Linked DNA regions of Mus musculus: region 2 is linked to region 1. Evidence: chromatin contacts called from public HiChIP or PLAC-seq data. All regions are on one chromosome and are shown on one strand. Each heading gives the region's core, a stretch centred on a gene start, on an enhancer-like site or on the middle of the called end of the contact. The rest is flanking DNA. Distances are from core to core; before and after follow the strand shown. Region 1 holds the start of Tnfsf13b (tumor necrosis factor (ligand) superfamily, member 13b). Region 2 overlaps Myo16 (myosin XVI).

The links. HiChIP or PLAC-seq counts read pairs in DNA pulled down with a chosen protein or histone mark.
Region 2: a contact with region 1 is called in an H3K4me3 HiChIP or PLAC-seq map of embryonic midbrain, with 6 times the contacts expected there. The contact joins the enhancer-like site here to the promoter of Tnfsf13b in region 1. A contact is called at or near these places in 4 of 39 promoter capture datasets (cranial neural crest, embryonic stem cells, frontonasal cranial neural crest and 1 more), 2 of 484 Hi-C or Micro-C datasets (embryonic stem cells and uterus), 3 of 115 datasets of contacts at active chromatin or transcription factors (embryonic basal ganglia, embryonic midbrain and stem cell-derived neural progenitor cells) and 3 of 9 other capture datasets (adipose tissue, liver and macrophages).

Annotation. Positions count from the first base shown.
Region 1 is chr8:10,003,882-10,009,004 of GRCm38.p6, reverse strand. It overlaps Tnfsf13b (tumor necrosis factor (ligand) superfamily, member 13b), which reads right to left and starts at 2,372. Exons shown (of 7, transcript NM_033622.2): 1 at 1,845-2,372; 2 at 1,671-1,755. The coding sequence starts at 2,162.
Region 2 is chr8:10,412,698-10,417,503 of GRCm38.p6, reverse strand. It overlaps Myo16 (myosin XVI), which reads right to left. Exons shown (of 35, transcript NM_001319151.1): 16 at 4,214-4,361. It overlaps Gm51561 (a long non-coding RNA gene), which reads left to right. Exons shown (of 3, transcript XR_003947504.1): 2 at 284-335; 3 at 3,202-4,215. Among named protein-coding and RNA genes, the nearest start is that of Gm51561, 15 kb to the left of the region's middle. Within about 2 kb of position 2,498, at least 15 of the 459 cell types and tissues checked have an H3K27ac peak or open chromatin away from gene starts, as enhancers often do.

The DNA of each region.
Region 1 (5,123 bases), core at 1,123-3,622:
GGAAGGCTTGGTCAGAACAAGAGACAAGTAAAGGGGATTGCAGCTTGGTAATTAGAAAGCCAGGGAGGGGCAAATGTGCTTTAACTTGATAAACCAGAGGAAACAGAAATCCCTTTAAGAGACAGACAATCACAACGGCTCTGTATAGGTTTGAAGAAAATACAAGGTGAAGCGCAAGTAATTACATCAATGTCAAATTGTTAAAATAAATAAATAAAAAGGATAGATAACTAACCAATTAATTTAAAAATACAAAATTGAAAATAAGATAAAAACATGTGAACAGTATTTATAATTAGTGGATGGGGTTCACACTCAAACTTGAGGAGCTATCTGATGCTACATAAGTATGGAAATGAAGGTACAACGATGAAATTCTAATGAGCATATAGAAACCTGTCACCCCAAAGAGTTCACAATAAGAAACTTGAATAATAATCTATGGTTCTATTGAATGCATAATTCCTCAGACACAAGAGATACACACAAGAAAAATTGTGTATCCTGTATCAGTCACAGTAATAATAAAATCATTATTTAAAGCACAAGCAGCAAATTAGACAAAGGGAATTACTAAGAAATCAGTGAGATATTTATTGTAAAATAAGAAATAAAATACAGCAGAGTGTACTGCTTGTACCATTATGTGCGCTGTGATTATGCACTGTTATTACACACACCGTGACATACAGGGCACTTATTACATGCTCTGTAATTATGTGCTATTATTCCATCCATTGTGGTATATGTACTGTTACTACATATGCACCATGGCATATGTTCTATTATTGTGTACAGTGCACTATACATGCTGTAATTATTTCAGCAAAAAGGTTAGAAGGTAGCTAACACTACATACAGTAAATTTCAGATTTGCACAAAAATTTTGGTACTGCGGTGCATGTAATATTTTCATACTCTTTTGGCATGTAACTTAGAGAGTCAAGAATTTTTGTTGTTTATATAGCTTTTAAGCTGTTTTTCACTCAGACTATCAGGTAAAAATTTTTTTATAAGAATAAAAAGGCAGTCAACATCAGGAGTGTGCTGAATTGTATTGTTAACAAACAAGTATTGCTTCTTTTTTTCCTCATGAAGCAAGAAGAAAAGTCCATTTCAGTAACTCCCAACTCTGCAAAACGCTGGGGAATGGACAACAACCACTGAAGCCACACCAGACTGATTACACGGAAATTATGTTGCATATGGAAAGGGTGCATTACAGTCTTTGCCATTTCTGTGTGTTTTGCAACTGCCCCCACAATGTGTGTGTGTGCGCGCGCGTGTGTTTAAAAAAAAAATTAGTAAAACCTCATAATGCAGGGTTTGTCCACATCTGAACTTGGCCAGAACATGGGAAATCTGAAAATGCTAGGGAATGGCTTCTTGTCTGGGATGCAGGCGGTCACGTGACTGCGGTGACAGGAAGAGCTCTGCGGCTAAGTCCTTGAGCACACATCAGTGCGAGAGATCCGTGCACCCTAGTCGTCTTGTCACCTCCCACAGGGATCCTCCTATCCATACACCCTGCTCAGTGTAGGGCAAGGCACGCCACGCAGCTTATTGCAATTGCTACAAAGCTACACAAAGTGCTTCGTTCACCGCGGCCGGGCGGCTTGCAGGTGTGCACAGCACAGCCCCAGCTCTTAACTGCTGTGCCCCAGCCGTACCTGTTTCCTCTGGTCCCTGGAAAGCGCGTCTGTTCCTGTGGCCGCGGCTGGAGTTGTGGGGTCGAGGAGCTGCCGGTGTCAGGAGCTAGGAAAAGAGACAACCAGTCCGTTACTGGACAGCTGTGGAGTGGCATACCTGGGGCTCCTGCACAGGCAGAGGAGGGGTGAACTCACTTTGACTCCAGCGGTCAACTCTGGAGCACCCGCGGCGGCTGGTGTTGCTGAACCTCGGTAGCTCTGCAGCTCCATGCGCAGGTTCATCAGGTCTGCTTGCAAGGCAGCCAACTGGTACAAGGACATCGCTGTGAAACTGCTGGACAACAGGGCCAGCAGGAGGGTAGCAGCCAGCAGCCTTCCATCCCTGCAGATCCCAAACCAGGCACCCTCCTCCTTCTGCGGAGTGATGGGATCATATCCCACTTTCATATCTTCTCCTTTCTCGGAGCAAAAACAGAGGCACGGTGGTGGCAGGGTCTTTGCAGACTCATCCATTCCACGAGGAGCACTTTGAAGGTCTAGGCCTTTGGAGTAAGTGACCACAGGGGTGGGTCATTTCCTGTCATCTGTGTCCTGGGAGACTGCCCTCAGAGCATGGCAGGGCTGGGTTCCCCCAGGAGCGCTCTCCTGACTTTCTTCTGCATCTTTTGCTACCCTGAAGTAGGTTCTCTGGCTCTGGCCTTCCATGGATTGCTCAATCTGCCTTCCGCATTTCACTTTCAGTTTTTGTAAGATGTTTCATTCTATCTCAATACAGTCCTGTTTGTGGGAGATGCGAGGCCTCTGACACGGCGGCTGGGGGGGGGGGCAGCTTGGGGTTCAGACTGACTCACTCCAGACAAGCTTATCGAAGGTGCTTTCCCTTCAGTGTGCTCTTAAGAACTGTCTACTTGGAGCCACATGGCTTCTAAGGAAGGGGAAAGGGGACACTGAAGGCCTAGTGGTGTAATAAACGATAATTAATGTACAAGTCAGATAAGCTCAGTGCTTGAGTCTGAACTGCATTTGGCTGCCGGACAAGGAAGCCAACAGCTCCCCAGTGGAAGATGAAATGGAGCGCCATAAAGCTGAGTGACTGAACTCCATCTGAACTCTGCTCTCGTCTTGGTGGGGCAACGAAGAGAACATGCTACAGCTCTATTTAAGGCCACACCGGGGGTGGGGGTGGGTGGGGGTGGGGTGGGGGAGCTTTAAATGTGGGGTGGATTACAGGGAAGCATGGCAGAGACTCAGTCCCCACCCCCACCCCGCTAGGAGCTGACACACAGTCTCCACATTGATGGCACTCGTTTCACAGGTATGGACACAGGATGTCCTCAGTCTGTGCCTGGGCTTGGTGACATGAAGGCACTGCTCCATTCATTTTAGTCTTTCCTGGTCTGGAAGGCTGGCTGGGAGCCTGGTACCTCAACATCCGTTTATCTTCAGTCAGCACAGGCCATTGAACACTTAGCCGAGACTCCATTTGTCTAAACCTCGGGCTGCTGAGCAGTGGTTTTGCCTCATGCTGCCTTCCCTCAGAAGCTTAGGAAGAAAATCTCAGAAACAAGGACACACAGCAGCAAGGATTCCAGAGGGAGGCTTCCCCACCACCCATCCAGCTTCTGCCCCTGGCCCTCCCTCATGAGACTTAATGGTAGGATTAGAATTCCACCACATGATAAGCTGAGACAGGAGGATTGTGGGTTCAGGGTTAGCCTGGGCTCCAGAGCAAAACCCGGCTTCAAAATCAAGCACATATCTCAGGTATGTGTTATTACCAAATCACATACAGAAATTAAATGACTCGAAGAAGTGCAAGACCAAAGGACGGCACCTTCTTCCTGTTCTGTATAATTATCCAGAGGGAATTATCTAGCTGGGCTATAAGATGCCCTTTGCCTTCTCTGCTCTATAAGGCAAAGAACTTCATGGCCAAACTCCTCAACTTAAAGCCCAGACCAATCTGAGTCCAGGTCATTTTAGAATAAGTGTCCAGTGTTGGTTCAGGTAGTGGTTGTCACTGTGCATCAATGGCCACTGCTTCTTCCAAAAAAGTTTGTCAAGAAGCCTCCTTCTGGCTAGCAGGCACCACTGTACAACGCCCACAGAGTTCACACAAAAACAGCTCCTTTACAGTGAGGGCTCTTAGATTTCTTAGGAAATGAACGTTATCTCTCCCTAACTCAAAGGTTTGCTTCCTGCAGAGGAAATGGTTTGATGATCTAATCTGAGATTTACTCGATGGTGAGTGCACTCTTTATTGCTTGACCACCGCACAGCACTGGTGTACTCACTGCCCTTCGGCAGTTTGTGGGTGGCCACCACGTACGGCACATCTCTTGGAATACCAGATAGTTAGATCTTGTCTTGATGCAATAAGTTGGTCTGCATGTTGGTGCTGAGGAAGTTTGCATTAGGTTTTTTGAGAAGGGATTGCTGTTTCCTGTGGGTTTGTTGGTTGTGGGGGATGCTAGGATGTTGCTAATTATTTCTCCCTGTCCTATTAGTATTTTTTTGTTTGTTTTTTTGTTTTTCTGACTTGCTGTGTTGGCCATGCCGGATCCCAGCTCTCCTTTGTTTCTGCACTGCTCTCATGTATTTATTCTTTCCTGGGCTTCTCTGAGTGAGACTCTCCCCCTCCCCTAGATAGTATTCAGACAGATCATTTCTGCAGCATAGACCCCACTGCCACGCGCTGCATAAAGTGTTTTTATTTCTATCAATCCTGACTGGCAATCACTTACTTTAAGGTCTTAAAATACAATATTCCCTACTTTCCTGGCTGTTATTCTGGTGTTTCTGCCCACGGAGAGAACTGGCGTTTTTCCGTTACAGTTTTTAATATTGTTTCTTTGCTATGTATTTTTTGACTGAATCATGAGATGGAAATGTTCTTCTCTGGTGACTTAAGTTGGGGACTCTCAATTCCTCGTAAGATGCCTGTTTCCTTTGGGTTGAGGAACCCCCTGCTCCAGCTCCGATGACTGGCGCTCCCCGGCTGTGTGGGCTTGTGGCTGTGCGCACTCCCAGTTGGAGGTGCTACTGTCTCAGCTTTGGCTGCTGTCCTGTAATGTTTCTTTTGCTTGGTTGTATCCGTCATCATCCTTCCCACCACGTTCTGATTTCATGAACTGACTCTTTACTACTAGCACAGCTACCTGCTTTTTATTTTCAGCCTCAATTTCCATGATTTTGGCTATTTTACCCATATGCTCACTTTTCCATAGTGGTTTTTTTTTTTTTTCCCTACATGAATAAACTTGTAGAATGAATAAAGATTGTAAATGGAATCTTATAAGATTGGACTGCACGAGTGGCTGGGTAGCCCTACTATGACTATGTGTGCAGGACAGGCTGAGAACCCGGTGCCTGCTTAGTCCAGGAAACCAGATGCCTCACAAGTCTCAATATGTGACTGAAACTCTGGAAGATCCCAGTGCATCAAGTCCATGGTGGAAGGGTGAAGACATTGGG
Region 2 (4,806 bases), core at 1,249-3,748, 410 kb before region 1:
GTAAGGTGTGTCTTACTAATGTTCCCCCAGCCAGTGCTCTGCGGGGGTCCTGGAGGTGCTAGGTGTCTGGAACACAGTGAGAAAGCTGGACCCTACTCTGCTCAGACCCGCGCACTGTGATGCTGCAGCAGACCCTGCTTTGCTGTTAAAGCAAAGCTCATTCCGAAATCCACATTTTAAAAAAGCAAAAGTAGTGTTTTCATCCCTGGTAGACCTGGGGCAACATCTTCTAATCAAAAAACAATTTAGTCCTGAATAAAATCTCATGTGTCTTCCTTGACAGATGCATAATGGTTCAAACTGCCGGGGTCTCATCTCAGCTTCGAACATCGATGGTGAGCAAGGTTGGGCCAGGTCTGGGTTTTCACCACCACATAAGTCATAAATAAACGTCTGGTTCTCAGAGCGTTTTGGGTTTGGGAATAATGAGTAAGTCATTAAGGCCAGATCCCCACGTCTCCAAACTCACAAGCTAATGCATGCCAAGCCCGGATTAGTGTTGAGCTGTGTTCTGACCCAAGAATGACTTTCTCTTTCCATGACTGAAGTGCACGAGCCCACTAGGAGTCGGCAGGCTGATCCGTCTCACTTAGTAACGTGTGAACTTCAGTACAACTTCCCACAACTGAAGCCACCACCAGTCAGGCAGTGGAGGGGCCTGGAGGGCGGTCAACCATCCTCTCCCTCAGAGACTGGGGCTTGGTCTTTGTGGCCATGCATAAAACATGGTTTGATAAAATCAAACGATACAGTGTCTGCCCTACCTCCCAACAGCTTGCTCTTATCCAATGCTCTGTTCTAAGCACCCTCAGTGTTTACTCTATTTTTATGTAGAAGTGCTTCAAGTAACCATGATAAAATTACAAGGAAGCACACACCCACCCTGGATCATGTGACCTTTAACCTTTCCAATCAAATGTGATTTCCCCCCACTAGAAATCTCACGAGAAATTCCATTTATGCTAAAATATATGTCTAACCCTCTTGTGTAATCCTTCTGACCCCTAGCTTATTGTGTGACTTCACCCTTAAATTTGAACAGTGTTTAACTGTCCAAAGCGTGGTGAGGGGAGGGGAATTAAGAAATGGTCAAGCACACAGTTGAAATGAGGTGGGATCACTACCGACTTGAATACTGTGCAGATTCTGACCCAAACCACCAAGGATGGGACAGCCAGGCATGTTCACATTAGCTTGGCACGTGCCAGCTGCTGACCTGGCTGGCCGCTGCAGCCCCTGGTCAGCTCATCCTCACCATGGTGACATCAAAGGTGACTCTCTACTGTTACTGAGAATCAACAGAGCCCTGTAGGAAGCCATCCTCGAAGCACCCAGTGTCAACAACAAAGCAAGAGATGCCTCCGTGCATAAAGAGTTCACGAGTTTAAAGCTCATGCAGAAATCTCGCTGATTTAAGACACGGTCACGTGATCCATGCAAATGCACTGGTTCAAAAGTCCTATATATAGCTGCCTATTGATGCTGAGGGTGGAGTGACTCACAAAGTCTTGCGATACCACCTCAAAAATATTATTCAAGCAAAAAGCTACACAATATAACTTGTCTGGAAACTTAGTTTTGAATAAAATTGCGTAAGTCTTCCTAGACAGATGCCCAATGGTTCAAGCTGCCAGGGTCGGCATCTCAGCTTAGAACACGGGGCAAGCATGGGCCAGGTCTGGGTTTTCACCACTCCTTAAGTCATAAGACTTATAAACACAGGTTTACAAGACCCCTCTGCAGTTTTCACACACAGGTCTTATAAACCATCAGATTTTCCCTTGCTTAAAACCGTGTGCCTGAACAAATGCTGGTATGTCATGGAGTCATGGAGAGTCACCTTTAAATGACCCTGAAGTTTTTCTTTACCTTGAAAAAAAAAGTCTGAAATGTCTTCAGATTCACCCCAGCCCTGCAGTTAACGACTCAGCAGAGAACACACTTTCCTGGGAGTTAATTGCTCAGCTCTCCTGTGACAGGTGCTAGCAGCCATCACAAGTTCAAACCACGGTGAGGTGACTCAGCTCTCTGAGCGCAGGTGAGAAGCAGGTCACCTGCTCACAGTCAAATGACTGCTTTCCAGCACAGTTCGAAGCCTGACCTCTGCTGAAGAACATTAGGGTGCCGTCCCACAATCCTCTCCATCATCAGTCAGCCAGGACGGGGATTAAGAGTCTCTTCTTCGGGTTTAAAAGCCTAAGTTTTCTAGAGGCTAAACCCAGCAGGGAGATCATTTAAAGTGAGCAGCAATGACAGCATACGCTGCTTTCATTAAATGTCGATTTGCAGGAATATAAATTATATTTATCTCCCACATATGACACTGTGTGCACAAAAAATGAAATGTTATTTACGTAAGAAATGTGGGGCAAGGAAAAGAAAAACACGGGAAAAAAAGTGTAAGCAAAAAGAATGAAAGTTTGGTTTGGCATTGGTTGGCTGGGCTGGTTTGTGTCCCTTTGAGGTGTGGGGAGAGCGCCCTCTTGTGGGATTCTCAGGGCATGCATTCTGCCTAGTCAGAGCTTGATAAAGGCTAGAGGTGCTTTGGTAAATGCTGTTTTCATGAACTGGAGGGATGGGTGCCCACCCCTGCCCTGAGCAAGCTCTGCAGTTAGGCAGAGGTGCTGTGCTCTAGCGAGCCTTCCTGTGCTGTAAGCAGAGATGTGTGTATAGGTGGACTTTAGTACTGATGTAGGGTCTATCTGTATCTGTGTGGGATTTAGAATACCTTATAGCATGCACATAGCTGAAGTTAAAGATGCATCTGCTGCACGGATTCTAAAACCACAGGCAGAGACAGTGCTCGTCCTTTAGAATAACGGTCACAGAAGGCATACTAAGTGCAAGGGCCCTGCAGTCCCTGGACTGCTGCACATGCCTCTTAGTGCTTCACGTAGATAACGAGCTGTTGTGTGTGAGACAGGCTGCAGGCTGTGGTGGTTTGCACACTAGTAAGACACAGCCTACTTCATCAACATCATACTTGGCTAGTGTGTGTGTGAGAGGGGGGGAGCAAGCAGAGAAGGAGAAGGGGACTGTGTAAATTCAGATGAGGTTTGTTTAAGACAGGGATCAGCAGGTTTGTGCAGAATATGGGGTAAGCAGATACATCCTGCAGCACACAGGGGCTCCTGTCCTCATATGAATAGCACCCACTAGCTATTCATAATGCACGCTAATAAGACACTTGCTTTGTTGCAGGGCACCGAACTCTTTGTGACTCCTGACTGTCCCTGCTGGGGCTCCTCACAGAGACACCACAGGTTCATGGCTTTGTATCAGTTTAGGGCCCTGCAACATCTCTTCCAAGAGAGACAAGCATCTGATGTAGCCTGTGCGTGAAGTCACCGTTATGCTTCCTACACACTCTGATCACATGCAATGGCCCCTTGCTGTATCTTAACACCACACTTTCCATTGAAGCCCTGGGACAGCTCTCAGTTGACCAGGATGCTGCCCCCAAGTGCATGTGAGGACTCAATAGGTGTCTGTATGTCAGGAGCCATCTGAGGTATCCCTCTCTCATCTCAGAGTCATCAGCTACCACGCGGCTCCCTGACCTGGTTATGTATCACGGAATCACGCCGGTGACCACACACTCGTTTATCACAGGCTTCCCCACAGGAATACAACAGACTAAGCCAGAGAATTTAGCATAGTGAAGTAGAGATGAGCTGGAGACCCCACGTCCCAGCAGCCTCTGCTCTGGGTACCATTCACTCCTTATAACTTCTAATTCTCATCCAAACACAAATCTGGTACAGTGCCATGTGGGGTCTGGCTGGCTTCTGGTAGGAGAGAGTATGTAGAACCAGTGTTCCTCAGGAGACCACCTTTGTGACTTCACGTGTCACCAATGACTGCATTTCCCCAAAGCTTTGACCTCCCATGAAGAACAACCACCCTTGATTTAGCACTGAGAGTCCTCTCTTTCTTGTGTAAACCCAGTGACTATTAGCTACCCGCACCATGGCCCGACACATTACAAGATGACAGCAGATCAGACAGTGTTTCCCAAACAGCATCCGCATGCTTACAGAATGCTAGGATTTTGTCCTCCCATCTGAGACACAGTAAGACAGTCCAGCATATTAATAGATAGCTCAGCCCTGACAGTGGCCAACAGCCTTCCTTGGGCATATGAAGACAATTTGAAGCTGAGAATTGTGCTTCCAATGTTCAGGAAACTGTTATAAAGCCTTTGATCACTCACCGGTGTGCACAGAAGTTATTAAGGTGAAGTCCACATTTTTCTTCCGAAGATAACCCGTCCATCAACCAGGAGAAAATCAGAAAGGTGCCCTGGCCGGGAGGCTGAGCCACAACCCTGGACTTCTCCAGCATGTAAGTGGAAATTCTGGCTGGTTGGGAAAAGAGACAGGATTCTGTTAAATGGCATTGTTAATTCAATTTCCATAAATTTACATGTTAATTAATTATAAACCATGACAACAAAGCTCCTTTTCCAGCACAGACATTCAAAAAAAAAAAAAAAAATAGAAGAGACTTTATTTTCTACATTAGTTTAGGCCCTTCAGAGACACTCAGCCCAAGGCATTGGGAGTTCAGAGCCCTGACCCCTGCTGCCATAGCCTATATGGTCCCTGGAAGCAGCTTATATGATACTTGGTTAAGTCTGAGGGGCTGGTGCTGGTCTGTGCTCATCTGAAAAGCTCATGCTTTATGTAAGAGCTCACTCTTCGTCTAGCAATCCTATCTATCCCTTTAGAGAAACTTATCACTGTGTGCAAGATCTACCCTTATTCTATGACACAGGATTCCCTCTGTCTTAGTCATGGTTCTCTA